7 separate regions of the Mus musculus genome follow, and all the other regions are linked to region 1. A link is a contact called in public Hi-C, HiChIP or PLAC-seq, Micro-C and promoter capture Hi-C data. All regions are on one chromosome and are shown on one strand. The core of a region is the stretch at or near the end of the contact, and the rest is flanking DNA. Distances in the headings are between cores, read along the strand shown. Region 1 holds the start of Cacna1a (calcium channel, voltage-dependent, P/Q type, alpha 1A subunit). Region 2 holds the start of Dnase2a (deoxyribonuclease II alpha). Region 3 holds the start of Samd1 (sterile alpha motif domain containing 1). Region 4 holds the start of Palm3 (paralemmin 3). Region 5 holds the start of Il27ra (interleukin 27 receptor, alpha). Region 6 holds the start of Dcaf15 (DDB1 and CUL4 associated factor 15). Region 7 holds the start of Nacc1 (nucleus accumbens associated 1, BEN and BTB (POZ) domain containing).

Region 1 (3,199 bases), core at 404-2,903:
CTGCATCTCCCCAGATGCTAAGCATGTCCTCTTCCAGGTTTATGGGAAGCAAATGAGGACTTCATGGAATCAGGGGCACTGTGTGTGCAATCAGTCTCCGCAGAGGAAAAACGGCTTTTTGCCATTTTTCTCTGGGTCTTTCATGGAAGGGGGATTGCCTACCTGCCCAAGATGTCTATATGGAGGCTGACCCTCCTGGTGTTCCTACCCAGGTCCCCAGTGTATGAGAAGCTAAACCCAAGCCCACAAAAAGCCCTCCAAAGGGTCCCCACTTCTTTTCCTTCCTTCAGCCTTCCCTCATACTGAAACAACACACCTCAAATCTTCCCAGGCCATGGGCCTCACCAGATGGATGGCATTATGTTTCTTTACACCCCAAAAAATAACGCTGAAGGGGTTCTGATCTGTGACAGGAGAGAATGGAAGTTGCACACAGGGCTTCTGATGATGTGTCCCTCAAACCACTAAAAAAAAAAAAACCAGTCCCCAGATGCAGCTGGTGGCCCACCCAGAGCCACTAACTGAGGGATGGCTTCTCTACGGCCAGGCCACATGGTATCCTATACCCTAGGCCTGAGGATCCCACCTTGGGTGGAAGGCCAGGGTTGAGAGATCGGGGTACTATTCCGAAGGATTTGAGGGAGACATGTATGGGTTCTCTTACCCTGTAACCCAAATCGTCCAAGCACTGGCCCAGCTAGGGCTCCATCAGAAGTCAGACCCCATCAGAAGAGCCCCCATCAGTGTCCCCGCGCGACCCGACCCAGGATCCAGACCTTCGGTCTTCACAAGGAACCACTCACTCCCCCAGTCCCAAGCCTCCTAACTACTCGCAGGCTCACTCTGCAGCGGCAGCCCAGCAGGCCTGGAGGCTGCCTCCCTCAGCTACCGGGCCCCCATCTCCAGCCCCTATCCGCCGAGAAGCCCCCCAGCTCCCATCAGCCCCCAGGTCTCTTTCCCAGCCCCGCAGAGGAAAAAAGAGGAGGAGGAAAAGGAGGAGGAGGAGGAAGAAGAAGAGGAGGAAGAAGAGGAGGAGGGGAGGCGCAGCCGCTCGGGCTGGGGCAAAAGGATATGGCCATTCAGTGATCTTTTTGGCGTATTTTCTCACCACGTTGTCTTCACTGAAGAGGAACAGGGAGCGGTTGACCGTGAGGCAGTTCTGGCGGACAGGGATGGGGTTGTAGAGGGCCATGGTCCGCGCTCTCTGCGCCATCGACTGCTTGTACATCCTCTGCGCTCCGGGCTGCCCGCCCTGCCGGCTGCCCCCGGCTCCTCGGCCGCCCGCGGCGCCCACGACCACCCCGGCGGCCGGCCCTGAGCCTCCTCCGCCTGCGCCGTAGCGGCCCGGCATCTCGTCTCCAAAGCGGGCCATTCTGCAAAGAGCAAAGGGCCTCGGGTTACGCGGCGGCTGCTGTTGCTGCGGCGAGCGCTGCGGAAGCCACGGCCACCGCCACCACCACCACCACCACCGCCGCCGCTGCTCAGGCTGGCCGGGCTGTGGGGACGGCGGCTGCACCTGCGACTGCGGAGACGCTCCACGGCCCAGCCCATCGGGCGGCGGCGCCCGGCCTCAGCTCGGGGGGCTCACGAGCGGGACGGCCCGGCCGAGCCGGGGAGCGCGGCTCGGGACATGCCGGCAGAGGCGGTGACCCCGGGCGGGAGGAGGGGTGCGGGGGAGGGCGCGGGGGCGGGGCGCGGGGGAGGGGCGCGGCAAAAATAACCGGGGACGCGATCCAGGCGATCCCCGGCCACCCACTCCGGAGAAGAAGAAAAAAAATTTTTTTCAGTTAAAAAAAAATCAGTTAAAAAAAATAGTGTAAAAAGATCAGCTTTTTTTTTTTTTAAAGCAACGCTCCAATGCACACCCCCTTTAAAACGCGAAGTCTAAACGAAGGACGTCCCCCCTCCCTTGGACGCAGAGACTGGCTTCAAATTCCTCCGAGGTCCGGGTCAGCTTGGCATCTTGCTAAAGGCGTGGGCTCGGCCCATTAGTAAAAAAATAAAATAAAATAAAAAGAAAAGAATTAAATAACAAAAAAACAAAACCAGGTCTTTGCTATAGGAAGAGGGTGGCAGCGAAGGATTTGTCCGTCTGTTTTGCTGACTTTCCTAGACCTGGAAAGAATAGAAAATTCCTGAAAACGCTGCAGCCCCTCCCCCAAATTCAACCCGACTGGAGAGCAGAGGGCGGAGGAGCGGGGCGCAGGGGCGCGGCGGGGCTCGGAGGCTTCAGGGAGCCGCTGGTCCCCGGCTTTGAAAAAAAGCCGATCTGTTTTCCTCCTGATTCAGCAGCCGCCGGCTCCTCTGCGCGCGGAAGCGTGTGTGCGCGCAGCCAGGCGCGGCGCAGCCTCGGCCGGGGGGAAATTGCAGCAGCGCAGTCTTGAAAATTCCCCACGGGGGGAAGGAGGCGAGAGAGCGAGCGAACGAGCGAGGGAGGGCGGTGCGCGCCGCTCGGCAGAGGTTCGGGCTGCGGCAGAGCCTGGCAGCATCCCACCCCCGGGTGCCTCCCTCCCTTCCCCCCAGCTCCGCTGAAAGAAGAGGTGCGGGGTGCGAGGAGGGAGCTGCCCGGCCGGGAGCCGGGGCTAGATCGCGGCCCTGCGCCCTAGAGCAAGACCCACCCGGCGACACGCGCAACCAATCACCAGCGCGAGAGCAGGCGCGGCCAGGCGCGCAGGGGGAAGTCGGGACAGAGTCCTCCGGCACAAGGGACCTTGCTTGCCACCCGAGGTCCGCGTCGCTGCCTAGAACGAGGCGTGCCCAACAGGAAGGAAGAAACTTAAAAGACCAGAGGGTTTGGTCTGGAGACTTGGTGCGGGTGGCCGACGCTGAACAAATGTGGGTCTGTTGAGCAGAAGACAGTTTTTATGAGCTAGAAGAATGGTTTGGGGCACTTCTAGGAAGGCTGTGGGTCCCAGGGGGCCAATCCAAGCTAATGTATAGGAGATCCTGGTGGCAGCCCCCGTGTGAGCTCCCAGGAGCAGACCACTCACTGAGACCTAGGGTGTTAGGCGGGGGCTGCTGGCCTAGCTCGGTTTGGCCCCTGCTCTATAAGGCACTTGGATCACCCCACCTGCTTTTTTTTTTTTTCTTCCTATTTGGAAACTCCATGAACACAGAGAAAACTACATAAATCACAAATGAACAAGTTGAGGAATTGCTGCGAATGAACCCTCCTGGAAGCCAGCTCCCCAGAAACCCG
Region 2 (3,199 bases), core at 336-2,835, 490 kb before region 1:
CCTAAAGGGAATCCTTACCAAACAATTATGTGTTATTTCACAACCCACTAAGGGAACCCTTAATATCCTAATTTTTCAGGTGAGCAAACAGGCTCAGGTTGTATTGTATATTACACATCCAGAAACCAACATTTGAACCTAGGTCTTGGCTGACTTCAAGCTTCCATCTCCGCCCCCACAGTGCTGAGGTCACAGATATGTATCACCCGCCCAACCCGTCTGCTGGCTGTTTACTGCTCATAGTTATTATTGTAATATGACTCCCAAAGACATCTGGGCTCTAAATGTGTTGCCCGCAGGCCTAGGGATACTAGGGACCCCCTTCTACAACGAAAGTGCCCTCCCCCCACCCCTCAACATCAAGGCTTACCATCTCCAAATTTTCCAAATTTGGCAAAGCTCTGGAAGGTGGCCCCAGCTTGGGAAGTGAGTATTACACTGCTATTCCAGGGCTCATGGAGGACATGTTGGTTCTTGATCACCGTCTCTAGGTCAGGTAATTTCTGAGCGAAGAAGCCTTCCAGCTTGTGGTCATAGACAAGGGGATAGGTGTAGGTTAGCTGCTTGCCTAGAAGACAAGGCGAGGGAGCCGTGTGAGACTGGTTCCTCAGAGGAGTTTGAGGCTTGGCTTCTCAGTGATTCAACTCACCAATCCTTGCAAACTGAGTGAACGGGAGGGACACACAGAGTAGGGTCTGGCCGAAGGTTTGAGCATTAGGAGGCCAGGTGTATGCACCAGAGGACGCAGGGGGTGGGAAGCGAGGCACACTGTGGACCAGCCAGAAGCCCCCTTCTTGGTCCAGGAGCAGGACACCTGAACCAGAAGGAAGAGGTCAAGCTAGCTCACCTGCAAGCAGGTACGGGGCCTCAGATGGCTGGGGTCTTAGAGCGGGAAACGGAGGCCAGTGACAGGGCAAATCCCCACCCTTCATCAGGCCAAAGGTTAGTAAGGGTAAAATTTACAATTCAGGGAGGCTCCACGACCACCAGTCCAAGCCTCTCACCCTTCGTATGCCCATGGCCGGTAGAGTCCCGAGCTGAGCTGGATTTAGGAGGTTGGTCGTTGTAGAGTAGAAAGGCCAGCTAGGAGAATGCACAGAGGCTATGTAACTACCCTCCCTTCCCCGCGAGACCCACCACAGTGTCCCGGCCCGGGTTCCGACGGCACTCAAGTCACCTGGCTGGAGTTCTTTCGGTACAATGGCTGCAAGCTGCGGCCCACGGCTCCCTCCGAGCTGTTGATGTACCCTACACCGTCTTGCCAACCGTCGGAGTTCTGGTCCATGTATTTATACGTCAGTCCCTTTGGAGTATCCCTAGACCCGCTGTGAGCCGGCAGCTTGTATACCACGAACCTGGAGGTCCGTGAAGACATGAGGTTGGGGGAGAGAAGGAATCTGAGGTTTTTTGGATTCCCGCGCCGGTCCCCAGGCAGTGTGCGGGGGACAGTCCCGCGACTACTTACTCACCAATCCACAGGCTGCCCGGAGTCCCCATAGCAGCTCAGGGCTTCGGCAGGGACCCACAGCAGCGCAGCCAGCAGCAGCGATCTCAGTGTTGCCATGAGGCGACAGCAATGGACTCTAAAAGACCCGGGGACAGCCGGGTCACGAGATTCAGATGAACTTCCCCTAAAAACCGAAGAGATCTGTGTCCCGGCTTCGCGAGGGTGGAGACGAAGCCCGCCAGGCCCAATACGGAGGCGGGGCTTCCTATGAAGTTGTCCCACAAGCGGACCCCGCCTCCTCCAATGTCCTCCCCGCCCCGTCCTCCCGCTTCTGGCCGACTCAGCTCCGGATAGGCTTCATCCGTGGACACGCCTCTCCCTTGGGCATTGGCTGTCACGTGACTTCTAAGGCGCTCCAAGTTCTGGGGCTTTTTTGTTTTGTTTTTTATTCAGGTTCTGAATTAGGAACAAATCTGTCTTTCTATTTCTTTTCCATTACTGCTCTACAACTCTTTTAACTTTTTGGATGGTCTTGCCTACATGTATGTTTGTGCATCACTTGTGTGCCTGGACCGGTCCAATTCTTTCCTTTCCCCCGTTCTGTTTTTTTAGACAGGATCTCATTATGTGCCCCTGGCTGGCCTGGAACTCCCTGATATCTGCCTGCCCCGGCCTCTGCTTCTGGAAGGCTTTTTAAAAGCATGCAGCAATTTGTTTTTAAAGATTTATTTATTTATTATATGTAAGTACACTGTAGTTGTCTTCAGATACACCAGAAGAGGGCATCAGATCTCATTACGGGTGGTTGTGAGCCACCATGTGGTTGCTGGGATTTGAACTTCAGACCTTCGGAAGAGCAGTCGGGTGCTCTTACCCACTGAGCCATCTCACCAGCCCGCATGCAGCAATTTTAAAGAATGCAGCAATTTTAAAGCTTGCAACAATGCAACAATTTTTCCTGGTCCCCTCCCCCCCCTTCTCTGACCTCTTAACACTGTGGCTTACCCTTGAACTCCTGATCTTCCTGTCTTTACCGTCCAAGTGTTCAAATCACAGGGGTGCTCATGCACGTCGTACGTACGTGTAAATGCACGAGCACATGGCACAGCATGCAAGTGGAGGACAGGACAGTGTGTGGGAGCTTCTCCTTTCACCAGATGGGATTTGGAGGTCAAACTCAGGGCAGCGAGCTTGAGAGCAAGCACCCTTAAAGGCTGAGTCATCTTATCGGCCCTTCTCTTTTTTTTAAGACAGGATCTCATTGTAGCTCAGGTTAGCCTGGAACTCTCAACTTTTGCTCAGCTTCCTGAAGGATGCTGGGATTATAAATATGAGCCAGTCTCCAGCTTTTACCTTTTTTTAAATGTGTATCTGTGTGTGTGTGCCTATGCCAGTTTGCATGTATCAGATGTAGGCTGTGCAGACACCCATAAGTGTTAGATCCCAGGAGTTGGAGTTACAGGTGCTGGGACCTGAATGCCATGTGCTCGTGCATTTACACGTACGTACGACGTGCATGAGCACCCCTGTGATTTGAACACTTGGACGGTAAAGACAGGAAGATCAGGAGTTCAAGGGTAAGCCACAGTGTTAATAGGTAAGCACTATGCGGGTGCTGGGACCTGAAGTCAGGGCCTCTGCAAAAGGTGCTTATAACCACTGAACCATCTCTCCAGCCACCACCACACCTTCCCTCCTGCTTTTGTTTTTTTTAGCAAGCTCTCACTCTGTGGCCCGGGCTAACCTATAACT
Region 3 (3,199 bases), core at 233-2,732, 420 kb after region 1:
CGTCTTCATCCTCATCTTCCTCTTCTTTCTCAAACACCCGTTCTTCTCCACCTCTCTGGGGCCAGAGAAAGAAGCAGGCAGAGTTAGAGCTCTTCTAGTCCCAGATGAAATCCAGTGTCCGACGCCACCTTTGACAACAACACGGAGTAACTTTTACGCTGTGCTGTCGTTTCCGTGCCAGGTTCTGGGTTAATAAAGCCCTCAATAGCCAAGTCTTACTAAACTCGTTCAACTACCCCCAGGGGTCGCTACTGTCAGCAATCCACGTTTACAGCCGAGGAAACTGAGGCTCCCGCAGATCAGATCACTGACCAAGACCACCGCGTTCGGAGTCCACGGGGACCGTGGGCGAATCCCGGCCACCTGACGTCCCGCTCCCTCCCGGGACTCTGGTCCCCGCCAACTTCGCCCGCACCTGCCCGGTGCGCTCACCTTGCTCCGCGCCGCGCGTGCGCTAGCGGCCGGCGGCGCCCGTCCCGGCCTGTCTCCGCGGGGTAGCGCGAGCGCTCCCAGGCGGGTGCGCTCCAGACGGCCTCGCGCCGCTTCCTCTTCCAGCAGCCCCTGCACGCGGCCGCGAGTGAGGCGGCCGCTGGCGCCGCCACTGCCCCCGAGGTAGCGCACGACTTCCCGCAGGCTCACGGGCCGCGCCGGGCCGCCCGCCCGCGCCGCGCCCCCCTCCGGCGGCGGCTGTGGCTGCGGCGGTGGCGGCTGCTGCTGCTGTGGCGGCGCCGGCGGCTCCCGGGCGGCGACGGCGGGCGGCGGTGCACGGCGCGGGCCGGCTGGGGGCGCCGCGGCCGGGGGCGCGGCGGGCGCTGGTGGCGGCGCGGCCAGGGGCGCGGCCCGCTGCGCCCGGGGACCCGGCTGCGCGGGGCCGGGAGAAGGGGGCGCTGTGGCGGCGGCCGCGCGGGGCGCCCGGGTCGGGGCGGCGACGGGCGCGGGCGGCGGGGCGGGCGTGGGCGGCGGCGCGGCGGGGCCCCCGCGGGGGACGCGCGGCGGGGCGGGTGGGGTGGCTCCGCGGCGGGGCGGCTGGACGCGCGCCGCGTTGCGGTACGAGATGCTCCCCTTGTAGCTGACCCGGAGCACGGCGCGCTGCTGGATCAGTTTCTCGAGCTCCGCGCGCGTGCGCTCCGGCTCCGGGCCGTGCCGCCGCCGCACCATCCGGCAGATGCGCTCCAGGTCCGGCCGCGCCTTGCGCGAGCGCAGCGAGTCGATGGTGTCCAGAATCCACTCTTGGTAGTGCGGGGAAGCGGCGGACGACGAGGCGGCGGCCGCCGTGGTGGCGGCCGCCGCCGTCTCCGGCGGGGGTAGGGCCGGGGGCCCCGCCATGCCTCCCGCCCGGCCCGGCTGCACGGTGCGCGCTGCCTCCCTCCCAGCGCGGCGCCCCCTCCCCGCTCCCCTCCCTCCGCCGCTGCCCGCCTCCTCCGCCTCCCCCCGGGGGGCGCAGCGCCTCGGCGGAGCGGCGGCGGCGCTGCTGTTTCTTCGCAAAAAAAAAAAAAAAAAAAAAAAAAAAAAAGCGAGAGAGAGGAGAGCGCGCGAGAGAGACAGAAAAAAAAATAGTGAGAGAGAAAGAAAAGAGGAAAAAAATATGCACACACTCACTCACTCGCACGCACGCACACAACAGCCCCGCTTCTGCTGGGCGCGCGCGGGGCCGGGGATGCGAGGAGGGAGGAGGGGAGCGCGGCGCGGCCGGCCCCTCCCCGCCGCCGCCGCACGCGCGCCCTGCGCCCGGGACACTCCGGCCCCCCTTCCTGCTCGCCCTCCCCCGCTGCCCGCCTTCCTCGCTCCCTCCCACCCCCACGCGCCCGCTTTTAAGGTGGAGCCCGGGCCCCCGCCCGCCCCGTGTACCCGTCGCTCTAGCTCACTCCGGCTCGCTCCGGCCCCCCCTTACAACTCCCGCGCGCTTTTTAAGGAGGCGCCGCGGAGTTGGCGCCGGAGCGGGGGCGGGGAGCGCGGCGGGCGGGGGAGGGGGAGGGGAGCCCAGGGGGGAGGGGACAGGGGCGGGCGGGGCGCGCGGGCGGCGTTCGGCCGCCCTCCAGCCATTGGGCGCGGGACCCAGACGTCCTCGGCGCCCAGCCCCCTCTCCACGCCTCTCCGCGCTCAGCGCTCTCGGGACCGCACTTACCGGGAACTAGCCGCGCCGCGGCCGGACGCGCCTCGCTCCTGGGAAGCCGCGGAGACCTCACCAGCGGCCCTGCCGCGCCTACATGAGGGCTTGGGGGCGCGCGGGGCTCCCCTTTTCTCCTACCCTGCTAATCCTGCTGCTGTTTGGCCGAACCGGTCCGAGTGGCCCTCTCCAGTGCCCTCTCTGTCCCGGACTAGACCGAAGTAGGGGTGGGAGCAGATTTGAGGGCCCCGAACTCAGGGTCAAAGGACAGTTTGCCCACCCCACCCCTCCTTTCTCTGGCCAGGCGGAGGAAGTACAGGAATTCCAGCCAAACCTGGTTTCTCCAAGGTCCCGAGGCCGGGGTCTCCAGAACCTGGACATTGAGGTTCGAAATTCCCTTTCCAACACCCCAAGGGTGTGATCGAAGTCGGGAAAACCAGCGACACTTTTATTTTAAAACAAAACTTTATTGGTAATAGTTTTCAAATATGTTTACAACAGCACACTGTTCAAGAGGAAGTCTCATCCTTCGAAGCACACAGGTTGAACGACCCCCTCGTCCACCCGGGGCCCCCACCCAGGCCTGAGAGCTCCTCCTTTTTGGGAGAAGTTACGAGAGGGATAAACACAGGGATAAATGGGGTAATTTCCCCAGCAGCTCCCCACCTTTCTATTGAGAGAAAAAGCACAATCAGACTTGGGGTTGCAGTGAGTGGGGACGCACGGCAAGAGGTGATGGACAGCTGACAGCTAAGCTAGAAGCGAGGCGCCCAGGATGGGGGAGGCTTCTTAAGGGGGCTGATGCACAGGACAATTGGCATGAGACCACTGGAAAGGGGGGCCGGGAGGCTAGCAGCTCAGGGCGAGATTCCAAGCCCAGTTCCTTCCTTGACAGGGTCAGTTGGCTACCCGGGTCTCATCAGAATGGATTTAGGGAGTGAGGAGGGTGTTTGGGGAGGGTGGGACAGTTTGGAGGGTGGGAGGCACTGGTGGAACTTAATTTAAATGAAAAAAAAAAAAAACCCCACTGGCAAGCAGCCCTCTGTACAGGTCATAAAATCTCCCTTTCCAGGTAGGGCTGCATGGAAGGGA
Region 4 (3,199 bases), core at 432-2,931, 390 kb after region 1:
GCAAACAGTACTAATGTTCCTGTTTTCCTGAGGGGAAACTGAGGTTCTGAGGAATAGCAAATAGACTCGTCTGAGGGACTGGAGAGGTGGCTCCATGAGCAGATGCCCAGAACAAACTGAAAGATGGCTCTATCCTCCCAGCTCTGCAGCAGCAAACAAGAGCCTGTCTCAAACAAGTTGAGAGTCAGAAACCACACAGGGTTGTCCTCTGTCCACACTAACACATACACACACACTTGTACTCTCACACCCTTGCACACACTCTAGCATGCACATACACTCTTAACACTCATACATCCACACACACACAAACATGTGCACACATACTTATACCTTCACACCTTTGCAAACACTCTCAGATGACACACACACTCACAGAGGACACACACAACACATGTACTCACACACTTTCATACACACACACATACACTCATACACATACACATGCATGCACCCACACCTCTCATATGTACACACACACATTCACAGAAGACATACAAACATGCAACCACACACTCTTATATACACACAGTTACATCCACAGAACACACACATCTACCCACACACATTCACACTCACAGTTATCACTCTTCTACACATTCACTCACACACACACAAATGCATTCACACACACACACACACACACACACACACACAGCATGAGATTGTCTGAAGTCAGGAGGGTGAATGAGGACACGAAGGACTTCTCCCTCAGTGTTGGCAACACACAGTGCAGGGTTCAGGGGCTCTAAGGACCTTCATTTGGATACACATAGGAGGCCAGAGACCCTCCTAGAGGAGGGGATTTCGACTAGGGCAAGGGCTGAAGGTTGCCTGACAGATGTCCCTAGGGAAGTCTAGACTCCTGTTCATCACTCTGTCCTTGGGGGAGGGCTGAAGTCCCCCTCAGCTGTCCCACTCCTAAGATGCTATCTCCCTAACTCTTCCTTGGGGGGGGGGAGGATCGGGTTCCCATTGCTAAGCAACCAGGTTTGTACTTGGTGAATAATGCAATGGAGGGCACAGAGAGTAAAGGACAGAATTGGGGTCCATACTGGAGGGAAGCCCTCTTTCTAGAAGTTTCTATAATCTCTTGGAACCCCTCTACCCATCATTCCCTAACTAAGGGTGGATAATCCCATACTAGGCAAAAGCTGGCGACTGAACCAAACCTCTCTCACTTTGAAAGAGCCTCAGCTAAGGTGAACTCCCCACACGTCGCTCATCTCTTAACTCCAAGGTCGTGCCTCAGCCATAATCGAGTTGCTGCTGACAAGGAGCGGAGGGGTGGCCATTGTTGCCTAAGACTTTGCCAATCTTTGGAGGTTGGGGCGCGCCTTTCTCCCTGGAATCTCTAGCATTTCCTCGCTGCATTCTTGAGAGGGTTGGTGACCAGGATTACACTTGGATGCACATTCTTGGATCCTGACACCCTTTGTCCCCTAACTCTGCAGTAGGCCTAGCTCTCTAGAGGCTTGGCTCTGAATGGGTCCCAGGTTTGGCCACCACGTCCCCTCGTGCTCCCCTCGGCTCCTTAGAAAGGCCAACTGGGGCTCTTAGGCCAGGCCGGTGCCCCCTACCCCAGCCTTTCCACCCCGCCCTCCCGCCCCCACCCCAGACACTTACGTGGGTGTGGCCGGAGACAACACCGGGGTCTGCAGAGCCATCACTGCCCAGCAGAGGTGTGAGCCAAAGGCCCCAGACTGGGCCTTGGTTGATGGGAGGGGGCTGTGGGGCGGAGCAGGAGAGCAGGTCCAGCTGGTTTGGGCGGGAGGCGCGGCCCGGTTGGGGCTGGGGCAGTGCTGGGGAGCGCTATCAACTTCTCAGGATGAATTATTTACCAGCCTCCGGCCTCCACGCTGCGCTAGGCTGCCTCCCAGTTCATATACACGCAGCCACGCCGGTGCTCCAGCAGGTGGGGGACAGCAGCCAAGCACTGACCCGCGGCCGCTGGGGAACACGCGCCTGCGTTGGGCACTCACACAGGAAAGTTTTACTAAAAGCCCAGAGTCATTGGCTCTCCCTTCTAGGACCTTGGAGCATGCTGTAGGGAGAGCTCTCTGACCCGGCTTTCGGAGACCATGGCAACCAAGAAGCCCAGGATGTGGGTCACTGTGGACAATTTGCCTCAGGTTTCAAGGCTTCAGTTTGCCCCGCTGGGAAATGGGAGAATAACTTCAATTGGCCTGCAGGTCAGAAGACCCTGTTGTGCTATTTAATGTTTAAGGGTGGGGGTAGAAATAAACGATAGGGAAATGGCCTCCAATTCACTACCGAGGATGTCTTTCCTTTGAACTCTGTCATTACAGACCTCCACAACCAGACCAGGTTTGATCTTTGTCTTGAAAGAGATCAGCCCTTGTCTGTCTCAGCTAGGTGCTTCAGAGGACCTTGCTCTGAGCAAGGACCCCTTCCCCCACCACACCGAGTGGTAAACTTACCCACATCTAGGCCTCTCCTCTCCTGACCGCTTCAGGGCTCCATGGGCCACTTTTGGCACGTAAAGTTGAGTGTCTCTCCTGGAAGCACAGGCTCCACCATACTGGATTGGGGCTGTCCTCAAGGGCTGGAATGGCCTATGTTCCACAGTCTAGTACAGACTCTTAAGAATCTAAAGATTTGCCTGGCGGTGGTGGCGCATGCCTTTGATCCCAGCACTTAGGAGGCAGAGGTAGGTGGATTTCTGAGTTCCAGGCCAGCCTGGAATACAGAGTGAGTTCCAGGACAGTTAAGGCTATACAGAAAAACCCTGTCTCAACAAAAACAGAGCCAAATATATATACATATATATATGAAGGTTTGATTGAACCTGAATCAAGTAGGTCACCTGACTTGGAATCCCACTTCCAGGAAGGTTCAGGTAGGAGAATGGCAAGGTTAAGCCTCCCTTGGGTTACAAAGTGAGTTAAAAACCAGTCTAGGAAACTTAGTAATAAATTGTCTAGAACTAAGTGGGTGGGGAATGGGGTGTTGGACATGTGGTTTTGTGGTAGAGAGCTTGCTTGGCATACATAAGGCCCTAGATTCAATCCCTAGAACGGGGGCGGGGGAAGTTGAATTTAAGCTTCTAGATTATTCTGAAAACATATTTCTACGACAAGAGGACATATATGTGTGCATATATGAATACATATTTGTATGTGTGCTGGAGTTGAACCTGGTAGGCAGGTCCTCAGCACTGAGCCACACCCCTGCCCTG
Region 5 (3,199 bases), core at 223-2,722, 370 kb after region 1:
ATCGCAAAACCAAAAAACGGAGTGGAGGAGGAGGAAGAAGATGATGATGAAAGAGAGATGTGTGGGTGGTGAATGATGGACAGACAGATGGATGCATGCGCAGGTTAGGAGTGTGCCTGCCTCAAAACAGTAGCTCTATGGCTAAATGGCTGTGTCCTCACACAAGCCTGATGAGGAGCCAGGGTCCCAATTAGTGAATAGTAAGTAGGTGGCAACAGCAGCAAACTCAGTAGCTGTCACTGAGAGGCTGGAAGAAGTGAATTCGGTAAAGCAAACAAGACGGTCAATAAATGATCAGTGTTCACTTGAGTGCTCCTCATGTATCCCATAGTATTGTGCTTTTGCGGGCATCCAGTCTGATACTCCTGACAAAGCCAAAAAAAAAAAAAGTAGAAGTTATTATTATCTCCCCTCCCCCTCCCCTGCTTTGTGGAAAAGAAAACTGAGCCTAGGAGGGAGACGGAAGTAATGTCATTTACTATTCTGATTTAGGGAGCCTAGCTCCCAAATGCATATTTTCATCTACGCCGTCCACATTAAATAAAGAATCGCATGAACTCAGTGACAGGAAAGTCCAGCTTAGCACTGAAACTGACAACAGAGCCAGCATTTGAACCCTCGAGGGGATGAAATCAAACTCAGAACCGCAACCTTGATCCTCCAGACTGGAGATGTAAGTGGGCTAAGCCCTGATTCTTCCTCTTTGCTTTTGCAGGGGACTTCTTCGCTGATGGAGAAGCCAATACAGACCACCTGGCCAGCGAGCTGGATGAAGCGGTGGGCTCCAGCGAGTGGCTGGCCCTAACCAAATCCCCCCAGGCTTTCTACGGTGGTCGAGCCAGCTGGCAAGGGTCACCTGGAGTGGTTCGGGGCAGCAGAGATGTGTTGGCTGGCCTTTCCAGCAGTTGCTGCGAGTGGGGCTGTAGCAAGAGCCAAATTAGCAGCTTGTGCTAGGATCAGGGTTGAGCAATGGAGAAGCGGGCCGTGCCTGCAAGCTGCTGTCAGCTGTGCGATGTTCAAGAGCATTCCTACAGGCGAGGCACCAAGGGGTCCACTGTCTCCTTACAGACCCTCTGCCAAGATGCATACACTACTTGCCAACCTTTCCCCACCTTGCTGCCGGCCCCTCCTCTATCCAGCCAAACAGAAACTTGTTTTTCATGGCTGAGTTCTTCCGTGCCACAACCTCACCCCCAGCAGCCCAGCAGCAACCAGATGCCCATCTTCTTAAACTGGCTACACTAGAGTCTGCCCCACCTCCACCCTCAGTCCGGCCCTAATTGTCGCCACTGTCCCTGGCTAACCTCCCCCCCACCCCAAAACAGAGCCCCTGGTCCTCAGTACTCAGACTTCCTCACCACATAAAATAAAGGTTCAGTTCTGAGCATTTGCACGCGTGCGTATCATTGCTGGGGGTGGGCGGATTTGGGGACTTCCCGCCAGGGGCGGGGTGGCTTCCTTCCCGCAGGCTGTAAGCCCCAAGCCTGGTGGTGTCACTTGTCCCTGGGAGCCATGAACCGGCTCCGGGTTGCACGCCTCACGCCGTTGGAGCTTCTGCTGTCGCTGATGTCGCTGCTGCTCGGGACGCGGCCCCACGGTGAGCAGCTTCGTGAGTGGCTGGCTCGGGGTCACAGTTGTAGGGCATCGGGAACTGGGCGACAACAGGATGTAGCAGGTCGGAAAGGGGCCCGGGACTCCCTCTGCGCCATCCCAGCACGTGCCAGGCCCTGCGCTCCGGTACTGCACTACCACTGTACCAGAGGATGGACGCATCCACAGTCCAGCAAGTTCAGGCCCCGGGGAACTTGACCACGGTCCTCTCGGCTCTCTGCGCCCCTGCAGGCAGTCCAGGTCCACTGCAGTGCTACAGCGTCGGTCCCCTGGGAATCCTGAACTGCTCCTGGGAACCTTTGGGCGACCTGGAGACTCCACCTGTGCTGTATCACCAGAGTCAGAAATAGTGAGTACCCTGGAGTGGTCTAGGGGAAACTGAGGACGGAAAGTGGTCACTCAGATTTCAAGCGAATTTTGTTAAGAGGATCACCGCCCGCCCCTCAGTCCGGCTACTGAGAATTCGGTCCACACTCTCACAACCCTCAGGCTAGCCCACTCATTCCCTTATGGCATAACTCAGGTCTGACCACTTTCCCTCTCTCAACCCCCACCCCCACCCCCACAGTAATGACGGCACAGGCCTGCCATGATTGATTCTGCCCATCAGCACGGTAGGCACATGGCAAAGAAAAACTGCTGAGCACTAGAAAGCAGGTTAATATCGTTGTTGTACGACATCGGGCAGGTAACTTGAATTTCTGAGTTCACTCTAAGCAGCATGGTGACACACACCTGCAAACACAGCTCTTGGAAGATGGAGGCAAGAAAATCAGGAGTTCAAGAGCGACCTCAGCTTCACAACAAGTTTGAGATCAGCGTGGGCTGTAAGAAACTGTCTCAAAAAAAAAAAAAAGTCAGTGTAGCGCTTGTAATCACAACAACAATAGCTGGTTCTGGTATGGTTTGGGGTTCAGGGTCCAGGGGAGAGTGTATCTGGAAACTTCATTTCAATTGCGCTAAGTAAAGGACAAAGAAAAAGCACCTTGGGAGGAGCCCCGGGGAACAGCATGTTTTCTGAGACAGGGTCTTACCCTGTGAAGCTGGCCTCTAACAATCCTGCTTTCGTCTCCTGTGTGCTGGGATGACAGCTGTGAACTGTCGGGTGTAAACTGTCAGTCACCCGGCCCACTGTTGAGTTCTTTCAGAAAGTAGGTGTACTGCATACATTTTAAAGAAGAACAGAGAGGTTAAGTCACTCTCCTCAGGTCACGGTGTTGACTTAAGAGCAAGGGATTCAGACCCCAAGCAGAGCAGGGTGAGGCATGAAGTTGGTGCAGGGCTGGAAGCTTAGCCTGGGGCTTAGGCTGTGCCAACGAGCATCTCTTCCCAATCTCTCCTCACAGCCATCCCAATAGAGTCTGGGAGGTGAAGGTGCCTTCCAAACAGAGTTGGGTGACCATTCCCCGGGAACAGTTCACCATGGCTGACAAACTCCTCATCTGGGGGACACAAAAGGGACGGCCTCTGTGGTCCTCTGTCTCTGTGAACCTGGAGACCCAAAGTAATGAAGCGTGGGCGGGGGTGGGGGGGGGCATAGTGCAGGGAGCGTGGGAGGGTGGCTGAAGGCCTGAGCTCAGTGCACTCT
Region 6 (3,199 bases), core at 443-2,942, 310 kb after region 1:
GCAGCCTTGGGTGGATCTTGCTTCTTAACAGAAATCACAAACTCCAGGCTCAGTGAAAGACTCAGGAGGCAGTGGTTTCCTCTGAGTTTGAGGCCAGCCTGGTCTACATAGCAAGCTCCAGGTCAGCCAAGGCTATACAGTGAGGCCCTAAGAAACCAAAACCAAAACCAAAACCAAAACCAAAACCAACCAACCAACCAAACAAACAACTCATCCCTAAATTAAGGTGGAGAGTGAGAAGACCATTTTTGACCTCTTGTCTTTTCATACACTTTCATGGGCAAAATCTCATCTGTACACTGTGCGCGCGCACACACATACACACAAACACACACACACACACACACACACACACACACACACACACACACACACACACTGCCTCCTTGCTCTTCCTTTCCCTCCTGCTCTGGGTCCACTAGTCTATGATTCAGCTGAGGCTGGGTCTGCACATGCATGGTCATATTTTCTCCTCATGCTGGGGGGAGGGGGGCTGCTAGTGAGCCCTCCAGTCTTTGCATAAAGAAGAGATCACCTAGTAAGTCTCTCAGCAGTGTCCCCATCACTAATCCATACATCATGGCAGGTTAGTCTTGAACCTCTCCAGAAACCTTTGTCTTTGCTGGAATATTCCTCCTCCCCCGCTTCACAAAGCTACTTTGCATCCAACTGCCTTTCTACCCATACCTGGAATTCAAGGACAGGTACTCATTTCCTTGTTTATGACCTGTCCTGTTAGCTGGGTTCTCAATAAACCGAATGTGGCTGTAAAAAGAGCAGCCAGCAGTCTGGGTACACAAGTGCCATGTCTTCAGGGGAGTTCACTTTATGCCTGTTCCACGTGTAAAATAAAGGACCATTGCAGAGATTGAGTGAATGTAGGCAAAACTGGTGCATGAAGCTGTCATGTCCCGTAATATTTATTACCATTATTAATTAGTATGATAGGCTTAACAGGCCTTCCACAGGAGGTGCAAACTCAGAACCACGCCTGACCCATGGAAATTAATTTTTTTAAAAACAGCATGATATCTGTCTGATGCTATCATCGTCATCGTCGTCCGGAAGATGCTTTGTTTTGTTTCTTTGTTTGTTTTTCTGAGACAAGAGTCTCTCTGTGTAGCCCTGGCTATCCTAGAACTCACTCAGGCTGGCCTCAAACTCAAAGAGATCCACTTGCCTCTGCCTCGTAAGTGCTGGAAAGGCGTGAACCATCACGCCCGGCCTGGAAGATGTTTTAAAACGAGCCATTTTTTTCCCCACCGCCTTTTCCTGGTCTCCTCCCTAGCTGCCCAGGGATGCTCCTCAGGCCTCGGCCCTCCCAGCCTGAGCCAGAGCCAGGGCTGGAGATTCTGGCCCTTATGGACCACAGGTTCCCATAGCCCCGCCCACAGGCCGCTGGACGGCCAGTGGTTTCCACGGAAACCCACTCAGGGGCGTGACAATGTCAAGCCTGACAGAAATCTTCGCCTATTCAGTTGAAGTTTTTTGGCCGAGGAGCGCCAAAGTGGTTTCTGAGTGGTTTATCTTTAATGAAGGGCGGGAATAAGGCGGGAGCTGTTACCATCTTTACCAACCAAAAACCAAGATAGCTTTGATGGACAAGCGTAGCGGGAAGCGACAAGGAATGCCGGCTGTCACCCAACCGGCCGGCCGCAGTAAGGAGAAAAGGCCAATCAGAAAGTGCCAGGGGCGGGGCTAAGGGACCGGTTGCTCCGGAAGTGGAGGGAGGGGGTGAAAATGGCGCCCAGCTCGAAATCGGAGCGGAACAGCGGGGCCGGGAGCGCCGGCGGAGGCCCTGGGGGGACCGGGGGGAAGCGGGCGGTGGGGCGGCGGCGGGAACACGTTCTCAAGCAGCTGGAGCGAGTCAAGGTGAGGCCTGGCGTCTGAGGCGAGCGCGCCCGGTTGTGAGGAGGAGGGGACGCGGGAGGCGGCGGAGGGAGGGCGGCGCGGCGAGGTGGGGGGCGGGGCCGGGAGGGGGCTGGGCGGGCCGGGCGGTGGGGATGGGGATGGGTTTGGCGGTGTGGAGGCTGGTGCTGAGGCGCGGGCTGGGCTGGCGAAGGTTGGTGACTTGTGTGCAGCCAGTGAGGCGGGTCACCTGCAGGGGGCCTTGAATGAAGGCTGCTAGGCGAGATCAGTGAAGAAGGAAGGGGCTTGGGTGGCGGAGGCCGGGGAGAATCATGGAGGAAAGACCGGGGATGGAGGCTGATGGGCGGGTTACTGTAGAAGCTGTCCGAGGAATCTGGAGGAAGGGGAGACCTTGGTTTAGACCGATTTTTCAAAGCACTGCCCCTTGTTGGAGCTACCCCCCCAAACCCCTGAAGAGCCCCTGCTACCGACAATGGGCAGCCTCTGTTGGATGCTCCCTGTCTGTCCAAGCTCTGACCATCTCTATATCTAGTGCTTGTACCTAGGTCTGCCTCACTCATTGAATGGAGGAATGTTTCCAGAGTAGGGCCAGGTCTTCTCAAAGTGGAAGCCACTTAGGGCTCTGTCTCCCTTGTCAGAGGACACCTGAAAGGACAGGGATGTGAATAATGTTAGGTGGGCAGCTGTGGAGCAAGATTGTCTATGTGCACAGGAAGTTGGGAACTGGGTAAGGGCGAACTGTGCTTTTTCCTGGTGCTCCCTAAGCAAGGCTGTGGCTCTGCCCTTAGCCTAGACACTCCCTGGGCAAGGGTTATATCCTCTCAGGAAGGCTTGTCTGACAAAGCCATTCCCTTCATGGGTCGAGATGAACTAGGGGCAAGGTGCCAGGCCTTCTTTCCCACTAGATGGCTATCTTTTGAAGGCGGGCCAGAATAGCTCCCCAGTGGTCAGCTTTATGCCTGTTTCCTCAGATCCTTCCTTGGTGATGTTTTAGGGTGTGACAGTTGATTGGCAGTTAATTAAGAAAGGGGTTTTCTTAATAATGGATTGGAGCATTGGGAATACTGGGAGCTTTTGGTTCGGAGGCTCTATAGGTATAGGCTCTTGCCACCAAACCTAATAATGTGTGAGATCCCCAGGAGCCACGCAGTGAGAGGACATAGAGACTCCTGCAAGCTGTCCTCGCCTCTACTGTGAGTTGTAGTCTGCACAGTAACTACATTATCAAGAGAGAGATGGGTCCCCTTGTGGGCTAATTGGGAGCAGGCAGATAAATGCATGGCCCCACATCCTAGTCTCATGCGTCAGTTTTCAGGAAGGAGTCAGTTGT
Region 7 (3,199 bases), core at 183-2,682, 270 kb before region 1:
TTGGCAAAGAGGGCGGGCCAATCACATGACAATAACTGACCAATTAGAGACATTACCTACAGTGGGCGACCAGGGTCAAGACTCTTCTAGGGAAGGAAGTGCGCAGGCTACACTACACCAGTGATTCTTAATAATACAACTCTTCTACAAGGGAGTTTCACTAGTTTAATTCAGGGCAAAAAGCGGAGGCACTCTGCACCTTTAGATGTCTTCTGTGTGCACCTTGTAGGTTAACTCAGGCTCTAGAATAGTATTCACTGTCTTTGAATCTCAGTCCCACCACGTACTCTGGGCAAGTTAATTAAAATGTAAGGCTCCTATTTCCCTTACCTGTTAAATAGGAATCTTAGCTGTCAAGGGCAAAGATTAAATAACCGAATGCCTGGGAAGTGTGCAAAGGAGCCACTCAGACTGAGTGTTGGCCTAATGTATGCATCAGGAAAATATGGAGATCCGGGATGTGAGAGTTATCTTAGCTTGCCTTGCTATATGTTATCTGTTAATTGGGGGTAGAGGGCACTCTTAATCCAGGTTGTCCTGGAGTTATATAGCCCAGGGCAGATTAGAGTTTCCTGCCTCAGTCTCTCATATGGTGAGATTTCAGGCATTTCTACCAGGCCCAACGGTACTTATTTTGTTTCAAAATTTTATTTTTTTGTTATTTTTGTGTATGTGTGCAGTTGTGTGTAAGTCCTCAAAGAGCAAAAAGGTGATAGTTTCTAGAACTGTAGCCATCTGACATGACTGCTGGGAACTGAACTCTATTCAACAAGAGCAGTACACACTCTTAATTTTTTTGAGACAGGGTTTCTCTGTGTAGCCCTGGCTGTCCTGGAACTCACTCTGTAGACCAGGCTGGCCTCGAACTCAGAAATCCTGCCTCTGCCTTCCAAGTGCTGGGATTAAAGGTGTGTGCCACCATTGCCCGGCCAGTAGACACTCTTAATCCAGTCCGCACTCTTCTGTTCTTGACTCTGCTACCCATCCAAAAAGTAGTCAGGCCTCTCTAACATTAGTTATAAGACGTATAATTATCTGAGTTAGTGCAAAATGCTAACAGAACTTCACATCGCATAAGCATCCTGAGTTTTCACTTTATTAACCTCTTGAACCTAAGTTTAAATCTTCGTATTCACTTTCCTGTGATCTTGATAGTTTACTCAGCTCAGCTCCATGAAACCTCATTTCCACAAAGAGCCTAAACTGTTCCTGGAACAACAGTTGTTCTCATTTTACAAGAAACTGAAGCTCCAAGATACAGAGCAACCTGTCCCGCAGTCACTCAACTTAGCCCGTCTACAGAACCGAGACCCGGGAGGAAAGAGGAGCTGGTGAGAACCGAAGCGCTCGAAGCGCGGCTAAGCTTGCCTAAGGGGCGGGGCCGAGGCAGTTTTCCTCCCTGCCGGCAGCGCCGTGCGCTTCCTCGGCGCTCGGCTGGGGCGGCCTGGCCCACAATGAATGGCCGCCGCGGCTACCACTGCTGCTGAGGCGGAGGCCGCGGAGGCCGCAGAGGCGGAGGCCGAGGCCGAGGCGCAGGGAGGCGCGCCCCGGGCCCAGGCCCGGCCCCAGCTGCCGCTGCGGAGCCCGCCGGGAGGCCCCGGAGCGCGGCCACAGCGCAGGTGAGATGGCCCGCCCCAGGCCCAATTCCGGCCTCCTCCCGCCCGGGGCGGCCCGAGGACATCAGAGGTTCCGGCGGAGGGCCGAGAGGCGAGGCCTCCGGGCGCCCTGCTGCGAACCAGAAGCCGAGCCCGCGGCGCTGACAGCGGCGGGAGGGCAAGAGTGAGATGGCCGAATCTCAGCTGGCGGCCTACAGCGTCCAGCCCGCGGGCCCGGCCCGCAGGGCTTGAAGGCCGCTCGGGGGAGGCGCGGGTCGCGGGATCCTTGAAGTCTCAGGGCCGGAGGGGGTAATCGCGTGGAGCCGGCAGGCGAGGCTGGAGGGGGGAGGGGAGGCCTCGGGCTGGCGGGGGGTGGGAGGGCGGAGGGCTGCGCCGCCCGAGGGAAAAGGCCTGGAGGGGTGCGGGAGGGCCGGAGCTTGCAGGTAGAGGGCGCTGGGGAAGGGGGTGGGCGGGTCAGGTTACAGGCCTTGGGGGGAGGTGAGGAAAAGCCCGGGAAGTTAGACTTGGGGGGGGGTGGGCGGAGCTTGCTCGAGTGGGGGCGGATTGGAGAGAGCCCTAAGATATTTGCAGGGGGTCGCACGAGGTCAGAGACTAGAGATGTGCGGGTAAACTCCGACGGGAGGGCATCAGGTAAGGCTGGGCGTGTTGGGAGTTTGCAGGCGGCCCAGGGCCTATGGTTTAGGATGTGGGGAGCAGGTTAGGAAAACCTGGTGTGAGCTAAGGGATCTGCCCCCCCCACACACACACATCTCCGTATGTTTGCTTAGGGTCAGAACCGGGGGGGGGGGGTTCCTCTTTCCCACGCCTCTTCTCTGACACCTTGGCCAACTGCTAACAAGGACAGGCCAGCGGCTGGATGGGAGTTAGCGTGGGCTGCACCGGATACCTAGTTCAAACATCTTGTTTTCGGTGTGTATGGCCCCTACTCAACCCACCGCCCTACCCCACCCACTATGGAGGCAGCCCAGCAGACATTACCTGATTATTCTAGAGTCCTGAAATCGTTCTCAGCCTTCTGGCGCCGGAACCTGGGGGCTCCAGTCTAGAAGATGAGCCCTCACAGCGTTGCAATACGCCCTAGCTTTCCAGGCCCAACCTGCTGCCTGGGCCTGAATTCTGTCTCCTCCTGGGAGATAAAATATTCTGTCGCCTCCTGGGATGGTGACTGCCTGAAGCTCTGTTGTGTCTTTGAGACAAAACAGGTACCTACACATCCTGACTTGTGCCTGGGGGAGGGAGAAGGAGGGCTCCTGGTCCCAGGGCCTTCCCTCCCTCCTTGGTGCCCCTTCTAGGGCAGGTTGTATGCTAAGCGTGGAACCAGCTAGTTCATTGATTACTCGCCACCGCTGGGTCTTTGGCTTTCTCTTTTCAGAGAAAGAAGCTGGGGTTCGGGGCGGGGCTTGTCCCTGGTCATATGACTAGACTGTGGCCTATGCCTATTAAGTCAAGTTCGCCCTCCTTGGGTATCAGCAGAGAAATTCCTGCTGTTCCAATTCCCTGTTGGAGTCTTCTTGGACCTGGCCTTTCCTGGGCTCTCTAGACCGGCTCAGTCAATCCCCTTGCAGTAGTTCCAAGGAACTGTG

The links. A called contact is a pair of places that touch in the nucleus more often than the background predicts. HiChIP or PLAC-seq counts read pairs in DNA pulled down with a chosen protein or histone mark. Capture Hi-C pulls out chosen DNA fragments and counts their contacts.
Region 2: a contact with region 1 is called in a promoter capture Hi-C map of pancreatic islet. The contact joins the promoter of Dnase2a here to the promoter of Cacna1a in region 1. A contact is called at or near these places in 1 of 115 datasets of contacts at active chromatin or transcription factors (bone marrow-derived macrophages) and 1 of 9 other capture datasets (pancreatic islet).
Region 3: a contact with region 1 is called in a Micro-C map of embryonic stem cells, with 2.2 times the contacts expected there. The contact joins the promoter of Samd1 here to the promoter of Cacna1a in region 1. A contact is called at or near these places in 1 of 39 promoter capture datasets (hippocampal neurons), 2 of 484 Hi-C or Micro-C datasets (both in embryonic stem cells) and 1 of 115 datasets of contacts at active chromatin or transcription factors (embryonic stem cells).
Region 4: a Hi-C map of embryonic stem cells shows a contact between it and region 1, with 2.8 times the contacts expected there. The contact joins the promoter of Palm3 here to the promoter of Cacna1a in region 1. A contact is called at or near these places in 4 of 39 promoter capture datasets (the 3T3-L1 cell line, hippocampal neurons, liver and 1 more), 1 of 484 Hi-C or Micro-C datasets (embryonic stem cells) and 1 of 115 datasets of contacts at active chromatin or transcription factors (embryonic stem cells).
Region 5: a contact with region 1 is called in an H3K4me3 HiChIP or PLAC-seq map of stem cell-derived neural progenitor cells, with 2.7 times the contacts expected there. The contact joins the promoter of Il27ra here to the promoter of Cacna1a in region 1. A contact is called at or near these places in 7 of 39 promoter capture datasets (HPC-7-derived erythroid cells, the SN4741 cell line, cranial neural crest and 4 more) and 2 of 115 datasets of contacts at active chromatin or transcription factors (embryonic stem cells and stem cell-derived neural progenitor cells).
Region 6: a contact with region 1 is called in a Micro-C map of embryonic stem cells, with 2.4 times the contacts expected there. The contact joins the promoter of Dcaf15 here to the promoter of Cacna1a in region 1. A contact is called at or near these places in 1 of 39 promoter capture datasets (hippocampal neurons) and 1 of 484 Hi-C or Micro-C datasets (embryonic stem cells).
Region 7: a contact with region 1 is called in a promoter capture Hi-C map of adipose tissue. The contact joins the promoter of Nacc1 here to the promoter of Cacna1a in region 1. A contact is called at or near these places in 1 of 484 Hi-C or Micro-C datasets (embryonic stem cells), 1 of 115 datasets of contacts at active chromatin or transcription factors (embryonic stem cells) and 1 of 9 other capture datasets (adipose tissue).

Annotation. Positions count from the first base shown.
Region 1 is chr8:84,413,818-84,417,016 of GRCm38.p6, reverse strand. It overlaps Cacna1a (calcium channel, voltage-dependent, P/Q type, alpha 1A subunit), which reads right to left and starts at 1,653. Exons shown (of 47, transcript NM_007578.3): 1 at 1,074-1,653. The coding sequence starts at 1,372.
Region 2 is chr8:84,907,141-84,910,339 of GRCm38.p6, reverse strand. Dnase2a (deoxyribonuclease II alpha) reads right to left here and starts at 1,585. Exons shown (of 6, transcript NM_010062.4): 1 at 1,470-1,585; 2 at 1,178-1,355; 3 at 1,005-1,083; 4 at 650-814; 5 at 371-568. The coding sequence starts at 1,564.
Region 3 is chr8:83,995,799-83,998,997 of GRCm38.p6, reverse strand. Samd1 (sterile alpha motif domain containing 1) reads right to left here and starts at 1,482. Exons shown (of 5, transcript NM_001081415.2): 1 at 433-1,482; 2 at 1-55. The coding sequence starts at 1,326. It overlaps Prkaca (protein kinase, cAMP dependent, catalytic, alpha), which reads right to left. Exons shown (of 10, transcript NM_008854.5): 10 at 2,554-3,199.
Region 4 is chr8:84,019,956-84,023,154 of GRCm38.p6, reverse strand. It overlaps Palm3 (paralemmin 3), which reads right to left and starts at 1,681. Exons shown (of 7, transcript NM_028877.1): 1 at 1,627-1,681. The coding sequence starts at 1,667.
Region 5 is chr8:84,040,848-84,044,046 of GRCm38.p6, reverse strand. It overlaps Il27ra (interleukin 27 receptor, alpha), which reads left to right and starts at 1,472. Exons shown (of 14, transcript NM_016671.3): 1 at 1,472-1,597; 2 at 1,843-1,960; 3 at 2,958-3,115. The coding sequence starts at 1,513. Rln3 (relaxin 3) reads left to right here. Exons shown (of 2, transcript NM_173184.1): 2 at 716-980. The coding sequence ends at 954.
Region 6 is chr8:84,103,290-84,106,488 of GRCm38.p6, reverse strand. Dcaf15 (DDB1 and CUL4 associated factor 15) reads left to right here and starts at 1,692. Exons shown (of 13, transcript NM_001357322.1): 1 at 1,692-1,872. The coding sequence starts at 1,741.
Region 7 is chr8:84,686,095-84,689,293 of GRCm38.p6, reverse strand. It overlaps Nacc1 (nucleus accumbens associated 1, BEN and BTB (POZ) domain containing), which reads left to right and starts at 1,432. Exons shown (of 6, transcript NM_025788.3): 1 at 1,432-1,619. It overlaps Trmt1 (tRNA methyltransferase 1), which reads right to left and starts at 47. Exons shown (of 17, transcript NM_001164559.1): 1 at 1-47.